Linked DNA regions of Mus musculus: region 1 is linked to region 2. The links are chromatin contacts, called in public HiChIP or PLAC-seq maps. All regions are on one chromosome and are shown on one strand. Each heading gives the region's core, a stretch centred on a gene start, on an enhancer-like site or on the middle of the called end of the contact. The rest is flanking DNA. Distances are from core to core; before and after follow the strand shown.

Region 1 (7,761 bases), core at 3,811-6,310, 110 kb after region 2:
GTGCTTGGTTTTTCACATATAAAATGGGACACTGGTTTTCATAGTTCTACTCTGGAAAGGAATATGGGGGTGAAAATGGGAAAAGGTACTGTCTTCCTCAAAACTGTGTTCCCATTTGCTTGCCCCACAAATAGTGCCTTATGGTGCTGGGGTTCCTGAGGACTGTGTAACGATGTTTAGCTTTCATGTCACATCTCTGATTGCTGTAGGTTAAGTGGGGAGAGTGGGTCATGGCTGGCACATCTGGGAGCAGTTTTAGAGTTCTCTAGAAGAACAGATTTGATAGGATGAAACTACATTTATTAAAAGGGGATTTATTAGAGTGACTTATATGGTCCAGCTAGTCCATCAATGGCTATCTCCCAACCAAGCCAATAATCTGATAGTTGTTCAGCCTGGATGTCTCAGCTGGTCTTCAGTATACATTGGAATCCCGAAGAGGGAGGCTCTAAAGCCAGCAAAGGAATTCCTCAGCAGCAGGATAGAGAACTTGTCAAGAAGAGTGAGGGTAAACAGGCAAGAAAAGCAAAAGCTTTCTTCTTTCCGTGTCCTTTTATGGAGTCTGCCACCAGAAGGTGTGGCCCAGGTTTCAGATGGGTCTTCTCTCACAAATGATCCAATCAGAATAATCCCTCACAGACTTGGTCAGATGCCTGGGTTTTGGTTTATTCGAGATGTAGTCAAGTTGGCAACCAAGCTTAAACATCATTGAGGAAATATGGTCTCTCCAGTTCCTTTGCTTTCGAACACGTGGCTATCCCACTTGTGTGTGATTCAGCTGAGTCCTAAGGCCGCATTGCCCATATTTCTCTAAATTCACTCTGCTGTTGAGAGTTACTAGGGTCATACTCAGGCAGGTCATACACAGTGGGATGAAGGGGGTTACTGCATGACATGGGAAGAGGGGAGGTGACAAACGGAGATGAGTGGTGGGGAGTCCCAGAGCAAACACAAGAGCCCCAACTGCAGAGGCCCCAGCTCAGGCTGTTAGGCCTCACAGCAGCATGTTACTGTCTTAGCTAGGGTTACTATCACTGTGGGAACCATCAGGCTAAGCCCCTCATTGGCTGGGTGACCACTGGGAGACAGCACCCTTCTCTACAGCAAAAGGATGTTGGGATCAGGAACTGGGTGACTGAATTTCTTTTCATTTACTGCCCTTTCTGTAAGATTACCAATTCTGTGACCTTGTGAGTCACAGAACTTTCCAGCCTGTTTGTATGTCAGAGGCCTGTGTTGTCTTTTTTTTTTTTTTATCTTAATATCCCTAGTACCCAGTTGAGGCCTGGTAAATGATCAGTGGTTCAGAACTGCTTGCTGAAGTGAATTAAATTACATCCATCAGAGCTCTGGGGAGAGATCTCAGGATCTGCACTGGAAGAAAGCCTTTAGCTGTTAATAAGGGCAAACATTTTTAACAGGCTTTGTGGATTCAGTTCTTGTTTGGTAACTTGCCTTACACTTAGCTGAAATTCTGCTCATTTGTTATGACTTCAGGGACGAGAATTGGTTTGTCATACACTTGAGAATTGGTTTGTCATACATCATTTCTTTTGCCTGACTTGTTTGCTTTCAAATCTCAGCGTCAGAGGGATGTGGTAAGTTTTTCAGTAAACATGTTTAAAGGATGACAGGAAGACTGGAGGGACTCAGAAATCTGCTGGGACTGTCTGGTGGAGTTGTCAAGGATACCTGCCTCTGTTGTTCTGGTCTCTCATGGATATTGCTTGAGATTATCTGTGTATTAGCCATTTCACAGACTGGAAGAAAGGCTAGTCTTTGCATCCTGATCACAGAGGTAATCCGTCATCATAGTTTATTCTATGGGGCCAAATCTTGCTCATCCCCTCAGGTGGCTGGATGAAAACCTCTGTGTATCTGGAGCTGACCCTTTGGTACCTTTTAGCTCATGTCATAGCTCATGTCAAACCTCTGTTTCTTCTCAGAAGTGTTCTCGGTTTGACAATAAATAATAAGACACTCTATTTATTCACCTTCTTTCTAGCCATGGCTAATCAATCAGAACTTTATGGAGGAATTGAGTTGTATAGGTAGATAACAGTTACTAGGGATTGCTTATTCTAAAGTCAACAAAATCTGTATTTTAGCCAAAGCAATATATTTCATGTGTTTTAAAGGCCATTGGGACTATAAAGGTAAAATAAAATACAATTTCCTATCAGTTTGTTCCTATTTCTTCATAAATTTGTCACCTGCCTTCTAAACAATGCATTGTTTTTTTTTCATTTTAGCATTTTATATCCTCTGTTGATTTCAATGATAGAGTGGTAGAATCATATACTTCAAAATTTGTATATACTGGCAGAAGCCTAGGCCTCCAATCTGACTGTGTTTGGAGACAGTGCCTGTGAAGTGGTACTTAGGGTCATGAGAGGGGGATTGCCATCTCACAAAACCAGCATCTTTGTAGGAGGAGGAAAAGGAACCAGAATTTCCCCGGTGCCAAGGTATAGAGAAATTTTAATCCAGCAACATGTCTGCTCTGGCAAGGGATCCCATCCAAAGACCTCCTAGGTCTGTGTGGTCTAGGAACGACACAGCTTTAATGCTCTAGCTGGAATGCAGGCATGTCCTTAGTATACACCTGTACTCCCTAGCAATGAAGGTAAAATCAGTTTGTAGAAGGAAGTAGCCATGTTTGAAAATGGTGTCTAGTTGAGGGGCAGACAAAGTGACAAATCAGAAACATTGGACAGAATGAGTCAGAGATAGGATATGCCCAGCTCTCAGGAGAAGTTAGAAAAGAGAGGCTATTTAAGAGAGCAGCACAAAGGGAGAGGAGAGAGAGAGAGAGAGAGAGAGAGAGAGAGAGAGAGAGAGAGAGAGAGAGAGAGAGAGAGAGAGAGAGAGAGAGAAAGAGAGAGAAGAGAAGAGAAGAGAAGGAGAGAGAGAGAGAGGGATTGCAGTTCAGTGAGTGTAGTTTAGCTGAGTTCAGGCAGTGCAGTGGAGTTCAGTTGAGTTCAGCTCAGTGCAGTCCAGTTTGTGGATTTCAAAGGCAGTTTTCCAAGGAGAGCAATTGAGTGAGAATCCGAGAGAACCAGTTTGAATCAGTCAGCTTGGAGAGGAGTTTGAGCAAGAACAGCTGAGTTGAACCAGCCAGCCAGAGTTTAGAAAGAACTGGAAGGATGAGGCTTTGGGGTTTTTGTTTTATTTTGCTTTTTTCTGCAGTAAGCCTCTGAGGTGACCCTATACAAACATGCATACACATGTGCATTCGTGTGCGCACACATACACACACACACTCTTCAGCTCATCATTTTCTTCTGATCCTAATACTTCTTACCTAGTGACTCTTCCAGACTCATTTTTATTTTGTTCTTAAGATTTTGGGTGTAAGGGATTTATTTTTAAAAACCTAAAGCCAGGTATGGGGGCTCATGACTATAGTCCTAGAACTCAGTGCTCAATCAGGAAGATTACCGAAAGTTTGAGACCAGCCTGGTTTATATAATGAGCACTATGCTATCCTTGACCAGGAGTGAGACCTTTTCACAAATAACAACAAAACCTTCTTCCAGACCTGTGAGTGGGGTTTAGAATAGTGCTTGCATGTTCCAGCCACCATGTTTAGAGAGCTCAGTAGCATTCTTGTGGTATTTTTCTACCATCATGTCTGGCCTGTCTGCTCCTGCTTTGCACGATCACTGAGAGATGAAGTGAGTCGTGAAGCAGCATGTGTGCCATCTCTTGCCTCGCCTGAAAAGCTTTGCAATGATCACTCCACTTCTTCATCTGTGATATTTTTAGGTCCTGAATTTGGCTGATGGATGAGCTGATCTGGTGTCCTTTTAGGCTGCATTTCCAGCTCCATGGCACTTAGCTAAGACATATCACTTTGGTACAAGGCATGGTACACAGCGGACTTTACCCAGATCCTCAGTTCCCAGCAGCTCACCCTTTTCATTCTGTAGTGGCCATAGAGATTCTAAATGGACACTTAGGTATCTATCTATCTATCTATCTATCTATCTATCTATCTATCTATCTATCCATCTATCTCTATCTATCTGACTTACATTCCAGTGAGGACACTGACTTAGTCAGAGTTTCTATTCCTGCACAAACATCATGACCAAGAAGCAAGTTGGGGAGGAAAGGGTTTATTCAGCTTACACTTCCATACTGCTGTTGGTCACCAAAGGATGCAGGACTGGAACTCAAGCAGGTCAGAAAGCAGGAGCCTATGCAGAGGCCATGGAGGGATGTTCTTTACTGGCTTGCTTCCCCTGGCTTGCTCAGCCTGCTCTCTTATAGAACCAAGACTACCAGCCCAGAGATGGTCCCACCCACAAGGGGCCTTTCCCCCTTGATCACTAATTGAGAAAATGCCTTACAGTTGGATCTCATGGAGGCATTTCATCAACTGAAGCTCCTTTCTTCATGATAACTCCAGCTGTGTCAAGTTGACACAAAACTAGCCAGTACAGACACCAAATAGCTTCTCAAGAGAAGAAATGAAATTCTCCCCACCTTCATAATGATATTCACTTTGGACAAGCAGCAGGAATGGTATTATAGAATATTATTTTGTTGGTTCACTTGTTGCATAGCTCCAAATAATTTTCTACTGAATTTATTTTGAAAAACTTCATTTAGTAAAGCCTATATTCCAGACATTAATTAGTAGATGAAAGTGACAGTTGACATTTATAACCTACTATCTATATCCTGCATGTCTGTACAAGGTAACTTCTAATTCTGCTTCTGGTCCTGTTAAGGTTCTCATTTTAGGCACCTGTCTATCTGTCTGTCTGTCTGTCTGTCTATGTATCTATCTGTCTATGTATTTATCATATATAAAAAAATAAGAGACATAAGAGACAGTTAAGGAACCTGCTTAGTCTATCTCACTGGGATGATTTTGCTCTCCCTGCCCCCTTTTAACTTTTGGCAACCACTGGAGCCAGTTTCACTTCTCAAGACTGGTGAGGGGACTGTACTGTAAGGCATGAGGATGGTGCCAAATACCCTACGGCTCATAGAACTGCCACTGCAAACAATTATCCAACTCCAAGTATCAACAGTACTGCTACTAGTCAGTTCGTGGAAATCTTCTGGCAACTCTTACTGAGTCATCCACGAACACTTGGTGTATACTGACCTAATCAGGTTAAGGCAAAAAGAAGAGAGCTTTGGAAATGGCCATTTTCATTTGCTATTTCCTGCTAGGGAAATGAAAAAATATGTTGCCTGACATGTCTGGTATGAATCAATTGAAGAGAAAGAGCCATCCCATGAAGCAGGAACTCAGGACGGCAGATGAAGGTAGAGAGACAGACCTGTGTCCTTGGGAACACAACTGACTTTCACTGAACCATATCTTTCCTGGAACCTAAGCTGTCCCTAGGCTTCAGGCTATGTAAGATAACACATCCATGTTATTTAAGGCTGCTGGAGAGGGAGTTTTTGGTTCCAGACAGCTGGGACTGCCATAGCCAACTTGTGTTGCCAATCACAGGAGATTTCTCAGAAAGTTTAACAGAGATTGGGTCACATGATAAGATTGTTTCACCCTTCCGGTTAAACCTTGACTCGGGAGATTAGGAGACTCTGTCCTTAGTTTGGTTCTCCTACTGTCTAAATGAATGTTCACAAAGTAGAGACTTAATCAGTGAGCTGGTAGTTAGAGGACAATCCCACGGGGCAGTGAGGAAGAAGGGGAGGCCAGGGGGGCTGATCTCAGTGTGATTAGAGAAGTGGAATATTATCTGAAAGGATAGGTGCTGTCTCAGGATCCCCAAGACCAAGTTCTCAGTACAAAGATGTATTTGCCTCAGAGGGACAAACGGCAGGAAATAAGAGACAAAGGCAAGAGATAGAGGAAGCGGGAGAAGAGGAAGGGAACAAAGGAGAGGGTGGGAAGAGGTATTTGTCTCAGTGGGACAAAGGACTGTCTCTGGATAGAGAGGAGACAGATTGGCACATAGAAAAATGGCAGTTTATAAAGTAAAGAGGGAAAACTGTTAGGATGAGGTGTTTAATTTTAATTCAGCATTGTAGTTAGGTGAGCCAAAGGGGGCTTTTGGTTGCTAGACTTCAATACTTTGACAGGTGGACCTTGGTAGTCAGCCAGAGGAGGAAGAAGTAGTCAAATAAGGGAATAGACTTTGGTGTATCACTTTAGGAATGTAATCTAATGGCGTTAGGCAAGGTAAATGGAATGTGGAGAAGGTTAATGCCTGCCAGAGCCATGCTTTCAAGCTAGCTAAGGCCCTTTGTTATCCACATGGAAAAAGCACAGTGAGTTAAACTAATGACCTCTGGGTAAGGGTCATCTGTTTGCTGGGTGTAGGAGATGGATTTTGTGGTGTGAAGAAAATGCTACCCCACCACCCCAAGTCTCAGGTATTTGAATACTTGGTCCTCAGTCGGTAGTCCTGCTTGGGAAGGCTTAGGAGCAGTGGACTTGCTGGGAAATATGTCCCTGGGACAGACTTTGAGAATTTAAAAGGCACGCACATGATTTGCTAGTGCACTCTCACTACTTCTTGTTTGCAGCTCAAGAGGTGAGCTCTCAGCTTCTGCTCCAACTGTCATGACTGCCTGTCACCATGCTCCCCCCACCCCCAGCCCCACACCCTGATGGTGATGGACTCTTATCCTTCTGTAAGCCCCAAATAAATCCTGGCTTCTGTAGTTGCCTTGGTCATGGTGTCTCATCAGAGCGATAGAAAAGTCACCAGTCCATGGAGTTACTTGAAGGAGCTGGTCTCAGAAATACTGTCCTCAGCTATGTTGTGTTGAGGGAATTGAAAAGAAAAAGGGGGGAGAGGTATTTAAGCCTTGCCCCAGCCTAAAGTGCTGCCTCTGAATCAAAGACAATGGTGTCCTTCATTGTTTGGTACTCATATAACACCTCATGAGTCCCAGTGGTGACTACTTCTATATTTATTCTAGAAGCAACTAGAATACACACACACACACACACACACACACACACACACATAATAATATATATATTGCTGTTAGCCAAGTACCTGCATGAGGTAGATGAGAGGTAGACTGTGATGGTTTGTATATCACAGTCCAGGGAGTGTCACTTTTAGAAGATACTGCCCTGTTAGAGTAGGTGTGGCCTTGTTGGAGTAGGTGTGTCACTGTGAGTGTGGGCTTTAAGACCCTTATCCAGATGCCTGGGAGCCAGTATTCTCCTAGCACCTTCAGATGAAGATGTAGAACTCTCAGCTCCACCTGCACCATGCCTGCCTGGATGCCGCCTTGGTGAAAATGAACTCTGAACCTGTAAACCAGCCCCAATTAAATGTTCTCCCTTACATGTTAAATGTTGCCTTTGTCATGGTGTCTGTTCACAGAAGTAGAACCCTAACTCAGATAGAGACCCACTTATCGGTATGAGTGACCAGAATGACCCTTCCTGTCATTTGATTCATCTGTAAGAGATAAGGAGTGGAATGTGAGAAACGTTGCCTTAAAGGGTTGAGGGTGCCTTAGGTAAATATGCTGACTGATTCTCTTTTTTTAACATACTTTTTATTAGGTATTTTCCTCATTTACATTTCCAATGCTATCCCAAAAGTCCCCCATACCCTTCCACCCACTCCCCTACCCACCCACTCCCACTTTTTGGTCCTGGTGTTCCCCTGTACTGGGGCATATAAAGTTTGCAAGTCCAATGGGCCTCTCTTTCCAGTGATGGCCGACTAGGCCATCTTTTGATACATATGCAGCTAGAGTCAAGAGCTCCGGGGTACTGGTTAGTTCATAATGTTGTTCTACCTA
Region 2 (6,636 bases), core at 2,534-5,033:
GCCCTCTCCTCTCACCTTGGCAGCTTCTCCATCATTCAGGGCCTCTTGGGCAAAGGCTTTCTTATTGGAGTCGTTCATGTGTTTTATTTTGGTATACAGACATACATACAGGCAAAACACTCATAGACATACATTTAAAAGGAGGAGGAGGAGAAGGTCAGGCAAGGAGGAGGAGGAGAAGAAGAAGAATTGATTGTCTGGTGACCTTCCCATGAGTTCTTCTAATGTTCCTCTTCAGGACCATAACACATGAATTACCTTTTCCTCCCCTCATGCTGTGCATACTTCTATTATAGCATTCATTACATTGTTTTATGAAGTCTTTTCCTTCCTTGTCTCCTGCTCTCTTGAGGACTTTTTCTTATTCATTACTGTACTGGATGGTTTTATAACAACCTGACACCAGCTGGGGTCATCAGAGAAGGAGCCTCAACTGAGAAAATGCCTCCCTAGATCTGGCTGTAGACAAGCCTGTAGGGCATTTTCTTAATTAGTGATTGGTGGGGGAGGGCCCAGCCTATTGTGGGTGGGAACCACCCTTGGGCTGGTGGTGCTGGGTTCTATAAGAAAGTAGGCTGAGCAAACCATGGGGGAAAAGCCCATAAGCAGCACCCTTCCATGACTCCCGCATCAATCAGGTCCTGCCTCCAGGTCCCTCCCCTGTTTGAGTTCCTGCCTTGACTTTCTATCGATGTTGAACAGTGGTATAGAAGTGTTAGTCAAATAAACTGTTTCCTCCTGGGCTTGTCTTTGGTCCTGGTGTTTCATCTTAGCAACAGTAACCCTAATGAGGACAAATTACCATATTTCATCAAAGTGCCTGCTACACAGGCAACACTAAGTTTTATTTTAATTCTTCTTCTTCCTCATTTTCTTCTTTTTGACCTCTCTCCAGTCTGATTGAAGGTGTGGACAAAGCCCAACTTCTTTTTTCTTCTTTTTTTCTTTTACCCCTGGCTGAGCCAGTTCAAATAGGACACAGCAGGCCCTGAGAAATTGTAATAAGAATGAGAGATCAAGGGCCTGGAGGACAAAGAGCACATTGAGTGGTTTTCAGTAGGGGTGACTGGAATCGCACCCCCCATGCTTGCTCAGAAAATAACAGTCATATTTTACAGCCTAATCCTGTCTTACGCTTTCCACAGTGGAGGCCAGCTGGTGTTAACAACATCCTGATGAATGAGCCAAGGAGAGAGTATGTGTGTGCTGGTGAGGACTTTCTGGTGACTGAGGGGAAAAAAAAATTGTCTCAGCCTGGGCTGGCATTGGTCTATTGATCCTAACGGAGGACTGACCAATCTTTTTCTGTAGGGACAAGAAGGATACTAAGCTTTGTCAACCTCGGGGGCTCTGTGGCACCTACTTAGGTCTGCCATTGAAATGCCACAGCCACCATAGAAGACATGTAAATGAGTGAGTGTGGCTGTCTTCCTGAGAAACCATCTGTGGACCCTGAAATATTAAAGATAGGTGTTTCATGTGGGTTTTGTTCTTATTGTTGTTTAGTTGAAACAGAATCTCATTAGCTCAGGCTAGCCCAGGCAACCCATACCTGAGAATGACCCTGAACTTCTAATCCTCTGGCTTCGATTTTCTTCGTGACAGACACCTCCTTCCTACCTAAAGGGCTTAAAACTGAGAATCCCTCTCAGTCAGTGCTAAGTGGGTAGCTGGTAGAATTTGACCCACAGTCCATACCATAGTTCTGACCCTGTTCTCAGAGGCATGGTTTATCACTTCACCAATGCTTCTGAGACTAGACAGTTCTGGGCCCATTCAGGGTGGTATAGGCCTAGTCAACCCACCATTCACAATAGCCATTTTTGGATGGAAGTACTGTAGAGAGTGCTGACTTCTGATAGGATAGCAGCAGCCTTCGCCTACCGTCTCAGTCAGGGCTTCTACTGTCGTGATAGAACATCGAGAGTAGAAGCAATATGGGGGAGGAAATGGTTAATTTTATCCTACAGCTTATAGTCCATCATCCCGGGAAGTCACGGGAGGAACTCAAGCGAGGTAAGAAACTGGAGGCAGGAACTGATGTAGAGGTCATGGAGGAGTGCTGCTTATTCGCTTGGTCCCTCTGGCTTGCTCAGCCTGCTTTCTTAAACACCCCAGAACCACCTGTCTAAGGGTGGCACCATCCACAACAGGCTGGGCCCTCCTACACCAACCACTAAGAAAATGCCCTATAGATTTGCTGCTTAGAGGCCAATCTTCTGGAGGCACTTTCTCAGCTAAGATTAACTCTCCCCAGATATGTCTAGGTTTGTGTCAAGCTGACAGTTCTGACCAGCACACCTACTGAGTGCCAAGCGCATGTCAGTAGGGAACGTAGACCCTCTCGCTGTTTCTCACAACTGTGCATGGTGGAGCTGGGACAGCCTGCGTTACAGAGGTTTGCCCAGCTAAAACTCATGCCAGACTTTTGCCGAGTGCCTGGTTCTCAAGTTCGTGTTCTTGTCACATCACAGTGCCAGAGCAAACGTGTCGTTGCCATGGAATGGGTGCGTGACAGGTTACATTTTGCCAAGGTACTTTTTTTTTTTATTATATATGGGTCAAATCTTTATTAGAAAACTTGGGGACAACAAGGACCAAAGAGCAGATGGTGTCATATCCAGCAGGGAATCATAACAGCTCTGAATCCTCCAAGACTTGATGAACCCTCCTGAATCTTTAACTTTAATTAGCTAGGCATTTTGTTTCTGGATCCTAAGTATGGGGTCTTGCACATGCTAGGCAAGCACTCTAGCAATGCGTTACAGCCCCAGATCTTCTGTTCTGTTTTGATTTTAAGAAAGGCTCTCACTAGGATCGTTGGGCAAGCCTTCAATTCACTGTGTAGCCTAGGAAGAGTTAATTCAAGGCCAGGCCAGTCTGGAGTCTGGGGCACATAAAGAATCAATCTCTCTCTCTCTCTCTCTCTCTCTCTCTCTCTCTCTCTCTCTCTCTCCTTCCCCCCTCTCTCTCAATTCTTTTGGTTTGGTTTGGTTTGGTTTGGTTTTGTTGTTGTTGAGACAGCCCTTCTGGCTATCCTGGAACTGCTCTGTAGACCAGTCTAGCCTCAAATTCAGAGATCTGCTTCCGGAGCCCTGGGATAAGGTATATGCCACCACTGCACCGCTGGAAGACCCTGTTTCAAAATAAAACACATGTATGAGTGCAAACATACACACACACACACAACTTTACATGTACAGTTTAACCTGTCACTATTCCTTAATTATCATTTCCTGAGGACTCTACAGGATGATAGTGGGAAAAGTGGGCAGTTCACCCCATGAGATTAGCCATACGATCTCGCTGCCTCTGTCTCTCAAGTGCTAAGCTTGGTCTGTTGCCACGTTTCTACACCTGCCCTTCTCTCTCCTGTATTCTGACAGCTTCTCTCCTCAGAAACCTTACCTTCTCGCCCCTACTTTAGAATTCCTCAAGAGACAACAGGCAATATGGGGTGTGGGCGGCGTGAGGATGGGCATGCTCAGTCACTCTCTGCCATGCCAGGAGTCTAGCACAAGCTCTGGTGTCTGTCCTGTCCCCACCATGTCCTACCCTAGCTTCCTCTGAGACCTCATAAGTTAGTTCCCTTTCCAAAGCTGGGGTGTGACTGTCACTGGGCCAGCCGGCCACAGCTGCAGGCCCTGGGGAAACAAGCTCAGTTGAGGATGACACAATGAGTGTGGGGTGGGGGCTGGAGGCTGAGGCAGGAGATAAAACAGAAAGACAGAAACAGTCAGGCAAAGAATAGGAGGCGTAGGAGTCCCTGAGTTGAGCTGGGGGGCTGACCTGCCTTGGAAACCTGCCAGCTCCCGACTTGGAGCAGTTTCCGTGCTATAGCAGACAGCTCCCTTTTGGCTTCTTTACTTGGCCTCCCTCTGATTCCCTGAACATCTCTGGAGCATGTTCTGAGGGGTAACCTGTGCTTGTGGGGTCCTTGGGTGCCTGGGTCTGTCTCTGAGTTTGCTTTCTGCAGACCTGAGTGAACAATCTCTCATGTGGCTTTCAACTCACCCTCTGTCCTCGGTTAAAGTTAAGGTCTTCACTGGAGCCTGTGTCTCAGGCTAGCAGTAGCTGAAGGCCTTTGTACCAACTGTCCAGTTTCTCTCCCTTCCCGATCCCCTCCCTCCTCCTCCTCCTCCTTCTTCTTGGGTTTTCTTGTATTTCATTAGGTTTTATTTTGAAACAGGGTCTTACTACATAGTTCAAGCTGGCCTGGAACTCACTGCGTAGCCCAAGCTCGCCTAAAATTTGTGGCGATCCTGCCTCAGCCTTTCAAATGCTGGCATTACAGATATGAGTCATTGTGTTTGTCTCTCAGCTTTCGCTGAGATTTCCTGATGTGATGGCGTCATGAGGAAACTTATTCTGCATTTGGAAAACGGACTTGACAGGTGATTCCTTCCACCCATGCTAAGATCCACTCTTGCTCATAGTAAACCATGGGACAGCACAGACACAAGGAAAAGGGGCCCCGAATCTGCAGCTTAGAGACAACCTCTCTGGCACCTTGGTGAAATTTCCTGTGCTCTTTCTTCAATGACTGGTCTTGCCTCTATCTCTTATTTGATGTCCAATGCACTGGCATTCCCTTCTGGGTACTTGTCATGAGAATGGACTCCTAAGGCAGCGGTCAACATTTCAAGAACAGACACTTGCTTTCTGAGACTCAGGCAACATTCTTAGCTAGAGTTAATTATGAATTAGCATCGAGAACCGGTACCTCTTCATCCAACCTCCACACATCAGGCAGGCAGAAGGAGCAGACTCCCCGGTGAGATCTGTAGGCAGTGTGGGGCAGGATACCCGGGATGAGAGGTGGACATAGAAGGATGCTTTGTATCTATCTGCTCACTGTCTCTCTGGATCTGTCCCCACCTTTGACCAGGGAGCTTCCATTGGAAAAGAGTATCAGCCAGTTACCTGACAACTGAGACCAAGGCTCAAAACTAAGTGGGTATATGCTTTGTTTGCTTTGGAGACAAGGTTCTTTTATGTAGCCCTAACTGGCCAGGAACTCACTATATAGACCAGGCAGGCCCAGAACTCACAGAGATCAGCCTACCCCTGCCTCCCATGTGCTGGGATTAAAGGCGAGTCCTCGACACCTGGCTTGGGTGTATTGTTGATGCTAAAGAAGACAAATGGTTTATCCCTGAGCTCTGCAAAGGCCATTCCTGTAGTGGCGGTGTGATTCTCAGTTCCCAGGGACAGAGTTCTTGCAATATTAGATGTTATTAGGAATAGAACCAGACAGGAGAATGAGGGTATAGATGAGAACAGCCACTAGCTATTCTTCAGGAATGGGTTCAAGAGCCAGGTGTCTTAGATTTGGGGTTCATCAGCCCACTCTGGAAGGACTGGGAGTACCACAAGCAGGGAAGAAGTCCATGATTCACCAAAGACTGATACCCTGGACTCAAAAAATATGTCAATGCAAAGAGTGTTTTATTCTGTAGAACTCCAGCATCCTGGGGTCTCCCATTACCAAGATAGAGAGACAACCAAGTGAGCTCGTAGGCCTGACTCAAAGCACGTTAGGGGAAGTCCAGGGTAGGTGGACTTTGCCTTACCCTATCTCTAGGCATTCCAGAACCGTTCCTGGGGAGGAAGGGGTAGTGGCTGGAAACTGTTGATGAGGAATCCCCGGGGTAGGTGGGCTTTGTCTTATTCTATCTCTAAGGACATTCCATTATTCAGAGTGGGGGTTGGCTGGAAACTGCTGACCCATTGTTTTTGCTTCAGGCCAGGTGATAGGGGCAGTTTCTGATGGCAGGGAGTTTCTGACCAGCTGCCTAAAGTCTGGATTTTTAGGCTTAATCTCCTGAACCGCCAATTTGATGCCTGTCAAGGAGTCAGCTTGTCTCTTCAGAACAATAGATGGTGTAATCAACTCTAGCTAGGTCAGATTAAGCCAACTTCAAGACTTCCGCAGCAAGGGAGCATGCCCAGAGCGCTATTACCTGATTTTCCCTAGTGTACTATTCAGCTTTAGGGGTACTTAAACCCTTATGTTTGCTTTTTGCATCTTATACATCTACTTAGATTAAAAACTAAGTTCAATGAGCTTGTGAGAAAAGCCTGGTCCTTTAATGGGAAGGCCCACCCTGGAGCTGGCACAGGGGAGGGAACAACAAGAGTATAAGATCCCATGCCTTGGTTTGGTCTGCCGTATTTCTAAAGGGTGTGTCCTTGCTTCCCTACTTGCTGGACTTAAATTCTTGGATGTCTGACCAATTTCTGTGTCCTGCCTGAACACTGTTCTTGGGGGGAAATCACAAAAATCAAGAAGGCTGCTAGAGACCTGCTCATAACAGGGACAGACAGTGCCATCTTTAGGACTGAAGGGACGAGGTCAGGAATGAAAGAGAAGGTGAGAAACATCCCAGCACCTCTGGATCCCAGCACCTCTGGATCCCAGCACCTCTGGATCCCAGCACCTCTGGATCCCAGCACCTCTGGATCCCAGCTCCTGACTTCTTTGGATCTGACTGGTCCTAGTCCTCTCTTATTTCCTCCTCAGAGTCTGGTGGTGATAAAGGCACCTTTTCCCTTTTGTAATTTGGGCCTTAGTTACTTTTAGCCTTAGGAATCTCAATAGGTCCTGAATTGGCCTGGAGAAAGGAGGAAAGGAGG

What was found. HiChIP or PLAC-seq counts read pairs in DNA pulled down with a chosen protein or histone mark.
Region 1: an H3K27ac HiChIP or PLAC-seq map of extraembryonic endoderm stem cells shows a contact between it and region 2. The contact joins two enhancer-like sites. A contact is called at or near these places in 4 of 115 datasets of contacts at active chromatin or transcription factors (embryonic stem cells, extraembryonic endoderm stem cells, microglia and 1 more).

The regions. Positions count from the first base shown.
Region 1 is chr1:154,085,096-154,092,856 of GRCm38.p6, forward strand. The region is part of intron 1 of Gm46165 (a long non-coding RNA gene); the gene reads left to right. The region is part of intron 2 of LOC108167736 (a long non-coding RNA gene); the gene reads right to left. Among named protein-coding and RNA genes, the nearest start is that of Gm46165, 25 kb to the left of the region's middle. Within about 2 kb of position 5,061, at least 20 of the 459 cell types and tissues checked have an H3K27ac peak or open chromatin away from gene starts, as enhancers often do. A contact at or near this core is called in extraembryonic endoderm stem cells and microglia, where this site is marked.
Region 2 is chr1:153,977,423-153,984,058 of GRCm38.p6, forward strand. No RefSeq gene overlaps it. Among named protein-coding and RNA genes, the nearest start is that of Gm30327, 10 kb to the right of the region's middle. Within about 2 kb of position 3,784, at least 44 of the 459 cell types and tissues checked have an H3K27ac peak or open chromatin away from gene starts, as enhancers often do. A contact at or near this core is called in extraembryonic endoderm stem cells and microglia, where this site is marked.